Regions from separate parts of the Sus scrofa genome. Here all the other regions are linked to region 3. Evidence: chromatin contacts called from public Hi-C data. All regions are on one chromosome and are shown on one strand. Each heading gives the region's core, a stretch centred on a gene start, on an enhancer-like site or on the middle of the called end of the contact. The rest is flanking DNA. Distances are from core to core; before and after follow the strand shown.

Region 1 (3,257 bases), core at 541-3,040, 85 kb before region 3:
AGATCAGTGTCTACCTAAATCCAACCCTAGGGAACTACCTGCTGCACTCGTTGCTGTTAGTAATTTCCAGGGAGGGTTAGACCCCACTGTGGAACGGTGTGGAAGGAAACTTGCTTTCTTAACTTGCTGGACTCATGGAAGCATTCTCATTTCTGTTCTCTCGGGCTTCACCTGGAATGGAATTTATGCTCTGAGAAGCCCAGAGGAAGGCCTTGGGGAAAACTGAGAAATGCCCGTGGTATTGCAGTCTCATCATTTTAGAGGAATATTTTCCTGACACTGTTTGATTACCATCTTGTTCGCTATAAAAGACCTTCTCCGATCCCACTCCTAGCTTCGAAATGATATAAAATGTCTAGTTTTCAAATAGAACGAAAATCGTGTCAGTGTTGTGAGACCTTACGACGCTCTCTGAGGGAAGTGGGGATACAAGAGATTATGAAAAAAATTAGAACTGGTATTTAGTAGAGCTAAAGGCTCATAGCATGTTGGAAAGGGGGAGCAGTGGGTTGATTTTCTGGGAGATGGGATGAAATATCCTACTGCTTGACGGGACTGGCTAAGCTGTGATGTAGGGAAAGTCTGGGATTTCCCTTGTGGCACAGTGGGTTTAAGGAGCCAACATTGTCACTGCAGCAGCTTGTGTTGCTGCTGTGACACAGGTTCGATCCTTGGCTGGGGAACTTCCACATGCCAAAGGTGCAGCCAAAAAATATAATAATAGAGTAGGGAAAGTTTAGCTTTCGCCTGTCTAATCTGTTGACTAGACTATCTTGATAATATCCTTTCTATTGGGACAGTGTTGTATTTTATATAATTGCCCAACTCCCAAGGATAGATGTTTGTTTCTCTCTCATATTTTGAAAAATCCAGGAATGGAATGGTGATTCCATTTAGTCATTAATGACTCCGATTGCTTTCTCTCTCTGATTTGACATCTCAGGAAGTTTCTTCTACCTCAGGGCTTAAAATGGCTGCTGGAGCTCCAGCCTTTATATCTGTCTTCCAGGTCATGGGAAGCAAAAGAGAAATATAGAAAATTTCCTTTTTTTTTTTTATAAAGAGGACTTCTTGGAATTTCTTTTACTTTCTATTGATTACATCTTAATTTCATAGCCTTCCTAGCTACAGTGGAGGCAGAATAGTCATACGCCTAGAAAAAAAAAAGAGTTCTGTTAAAAAAGCAAGAAAGGTATGGATGCAGGTTGAAGCTGGTGACATATTACATTTCCTCCATGCCCTTCATGTTTCTCAAAACTTTTCCTCAGAAAGGAATCCAAACTCACTCCATTGTAGAGGGTGAAAGTAGTAAGCTCCCTAAGGAATTTGAAGTATAATACGATGAAAGCCTGGAGTAGAGTGACCGACCATTACTAGTCCAATGTCAAGGGAAGGAGAGGTGACATCAGGGAGCAGAGGAGGTGTTTGAGAGGAGCAAGGTGTGAAATCACAGACATCGAAAACCTCACCTCAAGCCACTCAGCCTGCACCCAGTGACCCTGATAAGGAAAAAGTCTGGCCTGGCTATAGCTGCTCCGGGACGGGTGGGCAATTCCACCTGTTCTCACAGTCAGGAGCACATTCTTCTAAGGGGTTGCCTTCCCCTTAAGTTTTCTGCTCTCTCTCTCTCTCTCTTTCTCTCTCTCTCTCTCGCTTCAGCCTTCCATCAGGATTGTCTGGAATTTGCTAAGAACAGGGGTTGCTGTGAGCACTCCCAGCTCTTCTGCCCTGTAGGTTGGGGCTTCATCCGGAATGTGTGCTTTTGCAGCGAGTTCCCAGGCGGTGGCATTCTAAGCTAAAGGTAGAGACCCACTGGTAGGAGGTGTTTTCCTTTTTCCTTCTTAGCAAAGGCTTCAGGCGCCTCTAACTTCACCTTGCATTTAGTGAAAGAGAGTTTTGCTTTCTGAAGAGGAAAATGTAACGTCTTTATAATCATCTGAAAATGAGGCAGAAAATGCCCAAGGCTGTTGTGAGGGCTTGCCTGCCCATCCCTCTCCAAAAACTTGCCTAAAAGTGCTTGCCTTTGTTATAAAGGGAAATATTTCTTTTTGATCATTCTCTTGCCCTGTTCAGTTTCAGCAGAAATAGAACACAAAGTCGAGTTTCGGGGAAAAAAGAAAAAAGCAAGACTATTGTTAAAGGAAGGACACAGTAAAAAAAAAAAAAAAAAAAAAAAGAAAATCGAAGACAGCTTGGGCCAAAAGACACAGGAAAAGAGACGGATGATTTTCTCAAAATGGCAAAATTCCAGATCAACTGCTGATTAACCATGATACCAGTGCTGGGACTTGCAACTGATTTGGTGTGTTTCTTAAGTGATGCTAAAATTTGTAGATTAAAATATTCCTTCCAAATTTAGTGAGAAAACGCAGCACTGGAAAAATGTCTCATGCGAATCAGGATTCTTCAGCAAATAAAACTAAACTGCGTGGCGGGGACTTACTCTATGAGCTTCATTCTTGGCCCGTTCTATGCTATTTCACTCACCGTTTTAAGCGTAGCTAAGAGCTATCCCAGGGTTCAGATTTTCAGTTTCTTGACTTAAGTACTGAGGAGGAGTCCAGGTTGGCCTAGCACATCTGCTTTCTGTTTCTTCCTGAGAGAGAAGACATCTTACTCCACGTACGCACTCCCCAGGGGCAACTGTTAAGTGCAGCGACAGCCCAGTGTGAACACAGGGAAACTCAGACCTCCTGTTTCCAGCGACCTTCTGTGTCGCTGTCTGAATGTGGCATCTGTATGTCAATATCATAAATGGCCTCCTCTCACACACTTCTTTTCTGACAAAACGCTGCTTTTTTTTTTTTTTTGTCTGCAGTGTCCCTCTCCCATCTGTTTCCTTTTATGCCACCCCTCAAGCATTCCAGTGCTCTGATGCCCAAGTTCTCATTCCCCTCATGCCTGCCTCTAGCTAACCTATAAGAGGAACGGTCCCTCTGATGAGTACTTTAGGATCAAGGTGACAGTGACTTTTTTCCACGTCCCATATGGGGCCAGTTCCAATTCTCCTGCCCACAGATGTGGGCAGGCGACATGTTCACTTTTGAACAGAGTCCTTGTTACCCAGACGACGGGGCGAGGCGGTGACACACACTCCAGTCAAGTCCCCTTTTGAAAAAGGTGGATATCTGGGTGCAGAGAGACATTGCTGAGAAAGTCAGTCTGAGGTCAACCGTGGAAAGAGACAGTCTGAGCACAAAACCAACAAAAAATAGGGAAGGGAATCAAGAATCAAGAAGGAGAGGGACAGGACAGAG
Region 2 (3,163 bases), core at 64-2,563, 68 kb before region 3:
GTTATAGGAAGTCCCCATCACACATGACCTGAGGACTCAATGAGTTGTTTTTGGATGACCGTGAAAATTTCACCAAGCAGCTTGGGCTAAATCCTGTATCGCCAGTTCCCTCCGCAGACAAACCTCTCACAGAAGTAGTTCTTCTAACCCACTCCGACACATGGCTCTGATCTTCCCTTACAAAAAAGTAACTATATCGGTAATATTTAACTGCATTTTATTTGAAAGATATGGAATTCCCGTCATGGCTCAGCGGTAACAAACCCAACTAGTATCCATAGGATGCAAGTTCGATCCCTGGCCTTTCTCAGTGGGCTAAGGATCTAACATTGCCATGAGCTGTGGTGTAGGTCACAGATACAGCTTGGATCAGTGTTGCTGTGACTGTGGTGTAGGCCAGCAGCTGCAGCTCTGATTCAACCCCTAGCCTGGGAACTTCCATAAGTCATGGTGTGGCCCTAAAAAGACAAAAAAAAAAAAAAAAAAAAAAAAAAAAGAAAGAAAAGTTATCATCACTGAACTAGGCAGCATAGGCTAGGATATACTGCATTAATAAAAAAAAAAATTGAAATCTCAGTGGCTTCCTGCAGTAAGGTTTAATACTTCTTCCTATAGGCCAAGAGCCATTTTGGTTTTTTTTTTTTTTTTTTTTTTTTTTTTTTGGCCACACATGCAGCATATGGAGATTCCAGGGCCAGGGATTGAATCCAAGCTGCAGCTGCAACCTATGCCATAGCTGTGGCAATTCTGGATCCTTAACCCACAGTGCCACAGTGGGAACTCTGGGCCATCCTGTGTTTTACTGCACCCCATTCATCGCTCCAGGATACTGGCTGTTGGCACCCAGGCAGTGCCTGGGTAGAGAGCTGTATTTAGTGATCAACACAACCACCCTAAAGGTTTACTCGTGGAGGGACATGGACTCCAGCTTTATATCCCATAGGTCAGCACCGGGCACGGGGTCACCTTTAACTACAAGAGTGGGAACAATGTATCAAATTCATTCCTACTATATGCCTGGAAGGAGGAGGAGGAATTGATTATTTCTGAGCAGCCTGCGGGACAAATAGCAGTCGTCTCTTCTGATCACCAAACGTTCTGTCCCTTGCCTTTCCCCACGCCACTACCCACATCCCTTCCAATCAGGAAACAAGTTGAAGGCCCGACCTGGCATGGAGCGCAAGGTCCAGCATCTCGGGATGATGCTGTGGCATCACCTCTTCACCAGGGAGACTGTGCAGTTGTCTCCACCTCTGGTCCAAATCTGGGACCTCTTGGTGCTGAGACTTGGGAGTCGGAAAGCAAACCTCACGGACCCCTCCCACCACAAGGAGGCGAAAAGCAAAGCTGTTAAGCCCTGCTTTTCCGAGAGAAGAAGAATGGGAGACACACAGTTGGCAGAGGTTTGCAGCAATTCCTAAATCCCACGCCTGGGGCGGGGTGGGGGGTGTATTTAGAGGCCCCCATCTCCTCAGGAGGGAGTGTGGAATGTCTGGAATGTTCCCTGATGCCATCCTCCAGCAGTTCCCAGGAGTCCTTTGGGCTCCCTTCTCCTTTCTTCTCTGCGGTCCTCTGAACGCTCTCTCTTCCTTATCCTCCCAGACTGATGATGAAAAGGGCAATCAGAAACACCACCCTCCTTAGGGACGAAAAGGCTTTTCTTAGTTCCTCTTCTTCCCCGGAAACAGCTGGGAGGGTCAAGGGTCAACTGACGACTCAAAGAGACAGTTCCTTTACCCAAGCCGATGAGTCTTTTGAAAGGAAAATTCAAGGGGAAAAAAAACAAATCATCTTGTTAACTGAGTCTGTAACTTTCAGAATCTTTGGTGCAAAAACTCCATTCAATACGTTGCCTCTGGTTTCATCTAAGCCTGTTGCCACGTGATTGCTATCAGTAGATAAGATATTAATAAAAAATAGGCAATGTTTTATCCCATGAACAAAACTCATGATGCTTTTATATATATGTTAAATATCATAGTCTTGGAGCTCCCGTCGTGGCTCAGCAGTTGGCAAACCTGACTAGCATCCGTGAGGAGGCGGGTTCGATCCCTGCCTTGCTCAGTGGGTTAAGGATCTGGTGTTGCCATGAGCTGTGGTGTAGGTCACAGACACGGCTCGGATCCCGAGTTGCTGTGGCTGTGGCATAGGATGGCGGCTACAGTTCCAATTGGACCCCTAGCCTGGGAACCTCCATATGACGTGGGTATGGCCCTAAAAGACAAAAAGACAAAAAATAAATAAATAAATAAAAATATCGTATTCTTTTAAAATTTACTTCTATCGAAGTACAGTTGATTTTCAGTGTTGCATTAATTTCTGCCGCCAGCAGAGTGATTTGGTAATATACATACATATATCCATCCCCATACAGGTTATCCGAGTCCACTGAGTAGATTTCCCTGGGCTATACAGCAGGTCTCTGTTGATCATCCATTCCATATACAAAAGTGTGCATTTACCAGTCCCAAACTCCCAGTCAATCCTCCCCATCCACCCTTCTGCTTTGGTAACCCTAAATTTGTTTGGAAGTCTGTGAGTCAGTTTCTGTTTTGCAAATAAGTTTATTTGTATCTTTTTTTTTTTTTTTTTGCTTGCTAGCTTTTTGTTTTGTTTTGCTTTGCTTTGCTTTTTTAGGACCACTCCCACAGCATATGGAATTTCCCAGGCTAAGGCCTGAATCAGAGCTGCACCTGCTGGCCTCACCACAGCCACAGCAATGCCAGATTCGAGCCACATCTGCAACCTACACCATAGCTCATGGCAACACCAGATCCTTAACCCACTGAACAAGGCCAGGGATAGAACTCATGTCCTCGTGAATACTAGTCAGGTTCGTCACTACTGAGCCACAGTGGGAACTCTTCATTTGTATTGTTTTTTTAAATACCACATATAAGTGATATTATATGATATTCATCTTAAATATCATATTCGTATATATCTCCCTGAATGAATATTATATTCAGACTATCTTCTTTCTCAAATATTTATCTAAATTGCTATTTATATATCTGTTTTATCTTATTTACTCTGCCTTTGATTTCAAATTATATATCTGATTTCATTTATTATCACTTTCCTTCTTCAAAAGGTATACTTGGATTGGTTTTAAATATATATTACCTGACATTGTCGTTTCACCAATAACCCCTGATGAAAC
Region 3 (3,338 bases), core at 267-2,766:
ATTGCCTATTCCCCAGCAGAATGTAAATTCCATTAAGGTAAGATCAGGATGTTTTGTTTCCTTTCTTTGGTTTAGTGTGGTTTCCTGTTGCATTTCCACTACCTAGAAATACTCCGGCTAAAAATTGACCTTTAGGAGTTCCCATCGTGGCTCAGTGGTTAACAAATCCGACTAGGAACCATGAGGTTGCAGGTTCGATCCCTGCCCTTGCTCAGTGGGTTAAGGATCCGGCATTGCCAAGAGCTGTGGTGTAGGTCACAGATTCAGCTTGGATCCCGCGTTGCTGTGGCTCTGGCGTAGGCCGGTGGCTACAGCTCTGATTAGACCCCTAGCCTGGGAACCTCCATATGCCACAGGAGTGGCCCAAGAGATGGCAAAAAGACAAAAAATAAAAATTGCCCTTTACTAAATACTGATGGAAAAATGAGTCCAATGAATACATGAGTGAACGAATGAAGGTATGAGAAGAGTCTCAAACTTGGTTTTCAAGTGAGGTACTTTCACCACATTTTTTCAGATTTTTCTAGATAACTAGATGAGAGGAAAACAAAGGCCGGCCCTGTCTCTGAGCATCCTAGGACCCAGCAGCAGGTCCCCAAAGAGAAATCACTGGGTACTGGGATACTGACACTTAACATGTAATGTTCCATTCATGAGTGAGGACAGTGACTGGCTGAATATCGTGAATGTGGAAAGAAGTGATTTATTTATTTTTATTTTTATTTTTTATCCAACATTTTGTTGGAGTGTAGTTGCTTTACAAGGCTGTATTAATTTCTGCTGTGCAGCAAAGGGCTTCTGTCATACATATACACACATCCACTCTTTTTCAGATTCTTTCCCCATATAGGTTATCACAGAATATTGAGTTGAGTTTCCTGTTGGGAAGAACCCATTTAAATTCTTCCAAAGAAGGTATTGCTCTGACTATGTCTGGGTGCTGCCAAAATAAACATTAAAGGAATATGTCAACTCATTCCTTTGGGTGCTAGGTACATAAAGCGCCTTTGAAGTTGTCCTCCCTAATTTTTTTTTTTTTTGATACTGTTGTTGATGTGTACTTAAACCTAAGGAGATGTTGGCTGTCATGACTATTACTTTTATGAAATTCCAATTTAATTCAGTTATTACAGATTAGCTCTTGTCTGCAGCTGGCTCTGAACTGTCATGGACTCAGGCTGTGTCCTGTCTGTGTTTTGAACAGACTCCCATTTGGAATCGGTGTCCTGGATTGTTAAGCTTCTCTTCATAGCCCGGGAATCGCCCTGTGGAGCAATGTCTAAAGGGGACGGTGTGGGCTGCCAAATGTTTGAACTGTCCTCTAGCAACTTCTCTAGAAATTAAGGCTGCTAGCAGAACTTTTTGTTTGGGTCCTGTTTGGAAAGATTTTGAGGGTGTTAGCCACACTGTTTGTCTCTTATCTTGGCGGTGGTTGTCCTGGTTTCAGCTTTTTTTTTTTTTTTTTTTTTTTTTCCCCTATAGAAGGGCCCAAGTCTGTTTAATGCTCTTGCCACCGACTAGGGAGAAAGAAATCCCCCCCACCCCTACTCCCACCCCCGTTCAACCCCATCCCTGAGCACAGCTGTTAGGAACCCTTTGCAGGGGATGGAGATTTTGGCAACTCAACTGTTAAACCGGTCTCTGATCACTCAGCCTCCAGATCACTCTGATGTCACCACTGTAATCTGAGCCCTGAGCTTTGTTCACCCTTTAAATAGCCGACCCGGGACCGATTTCGCTACAGACTCTCTGGAGAGCCTTGGAGCAGAATTCCCGAAGATTCCCACATCATCGATGAAAGCAAAGCCAAGCCACCCAGCCGTCAGCATGTCCACCTCGCTGCGCGTGAGCCCGTCCATCCGCGGCTACCACTTCGACACGGCCTCCCGCAAGAAAGCCGTGGGCAACATCTTTGAAAACATAGACCAAGAAGCGCTCCAGAGGCTCTTCAAAAACTCGGGGGACAAGAAAGCAGAGGAGAGAGCGAAGATCATTTTCGCCATCGATCAGGATCTGGAGGAGAAAACGCGAGCCCTGATGGCCCTGAAGAAGAGGACGAAAGACAAGCTCTTCCAGTTTCTGAAACTGGAGAAATATTCCATCAAAGTTCACTGAGGACCAGGAGATGGATAAGGACCTTATCCAAGAACGGACGTTTAAAGAGCACCTGAGTCCGCGAGACCCTAATACACACACAGCATCTCGCGGTTGCTGCCTTGCAAGTTTCTCTTGCACCAGGACCTGAGGACTCTGAGGCAGGAAAGGAGCAGATGAACTGGTTACAAAGACTCCGATCAACTTCACGTCTGTGCTGTGATAGCCGCTGTGACAGCGGAGACAGAAATGCTTGCAGCCGGCACTGGAAAATTCTCCCCCGGGGAAAGGACTGATGCTCACGTTGGGAGAAAAGTCTGGACAGATGTAATTGTAATGAGAATTCAATATAACAGAAGGCTGGAGAAGAATTGCAGCCAGGGTCTTAGAGTCAGACCCTAGGACTTAAACTCAACCGGAACTTTTTTTTTTTTTTTTTTTTTTTCCTTTAAGCAAACTGGGTGGTGGGAGGGAGATGGGAGAGAACGCACAGGAGAGAGACTTTCACATGGCAATGGCTTACCGACTTTTTTATTTGAATGTTCAAAATATTGCCAAGCTTCAGTGTTGTCTATGGGTCGTTTTTTTAAGAGATCAGTGATTGATCATTTATTTGCATTTATTACAATGCCTTAAAAGTGCACCGCAGGGGTGGAGGTACAAATTTAAGGAACTGTGGTGTTTTCAGCAGCTCCGTGAAACCGTACGCCACCTTCTGGTTATTAAGGGTTTTTTATGCATTTCACATCGGTTGCACAAGTTAAATGATGGGGTCCTTCATAAATCCAAAATACTGTGAATGAACTTTACAGTTTTTTTTTAAATCTTCTAACTAATGCTAAAATATAACCTAAATTTCTCTTAGCTACTGCAGTAAGCATTAGGAAGTGAATATGATACACTTAATAGTTTATAAATATGCTACGGTTTCTATAATTTATTATACATGACAAATGATATGCAACCTTAATAAATTATTATAAACGTAGCTGTTCTTGGTGTGTGATGATTGATCTCAAAGGAAAAATAAGGTGGTAATTTTTATTCTTATAAACTTTTCTAAGGATTTTACTCTAGGAATATAAGGTACTTTTGAAGTAACTTTAGATCAATTGTCATACTTATTCAAAGCAAATTCTTACATAAAGTATATAGAGAGTTTCTCTGCCCTAACTTTAAAATATAAGATACCAACATAGAAATTCATGGGTTGACATCAGTATAGTTGTTTATGTGTCCACGGA

The links. A called contact is a pair of places that touch in the nucleus more often than the background predicts.
Region 1: a Hi-C map of subcutaneous adipose tissue shows a contact between it and region 3, with 3 times the contacts expected there. The contact joins the enhancer-like site here to the promoter of C17H8orf4 in region 3. A contact is called at or near these places in 3 of 5 promoter capture datasets (fetal skeletal muscle, liver and skeletal muscle), 18 of 47 Hi-C or Micro-C datasets (alveolar macrophages, brain, embryonic fibroblasts and 11 more) and 1 of 2 datasets of contacts at active chromatin or transcription factors (skeletal muscle).
Region 2: a contact with region 3 is called in a Hi-C map of subcutaneous adipose tissue, with 1.7 times the contacts expected there. The contact joins the enhancer-like site here to the promoter of C17H8orf4 in region 3. A contact is called at or near these places in 2 of 5 promoter capture datasets (fetal skeletal muscle and liver) and 3 of 47 Hi-C or Micro-C datasets (epiblast stem cells, omental adipose tissue and subcutaneous adipose tissue).

What each region holds. Positions count from the first base shown.
Region 1 is chr17:9,354,796-9,358,052 of Sscrofa11.1, forward strand. No RefSeq gene overlaps it. Among named protein-coding and RNA genes, the nearest start is that of IDO2, 79 kb to the left of the region's middle. Within about 2 kb of position 1,791, at least 7 of the 83 cell types and tissues checked have an H3K27ac peak or open chromatin away from gene starts, as enhancers often do. A contact at or near this core is called in subcutaneous adipose tissue, where this site is marked.
Region 2 is chr17:9,371,703-9,374,865 of Sscrofa11.1, forward strand. No RefSeq gene overlaps it. Among named protein-coding and RNA genes, the nearest start is that of C17H8orf4, 68 kb to the right of the region's middle. Within about 2 kb of position 1,314, at least 7 of the 83 cell types and tissues checked have an H3K27ac peak or open chromatin away from gene starts, as enhancers often do. A contact at or near this core is called in omental adipose tissue and subcutaneous adipose tissue, where this site is marked.
Region 3 is chr17:9,439,972-9,443,309 of Sscrofa11.1, forward strand. C17H8orf4 (protein C8orf4 homolog) reads left to right here and starts at 1,517. Exons shown (of 1, transcript XM_003360552.4): 1 at 1,517-3,082. The coding sequence starts at 1,795. The coding sequence ends at 2,115.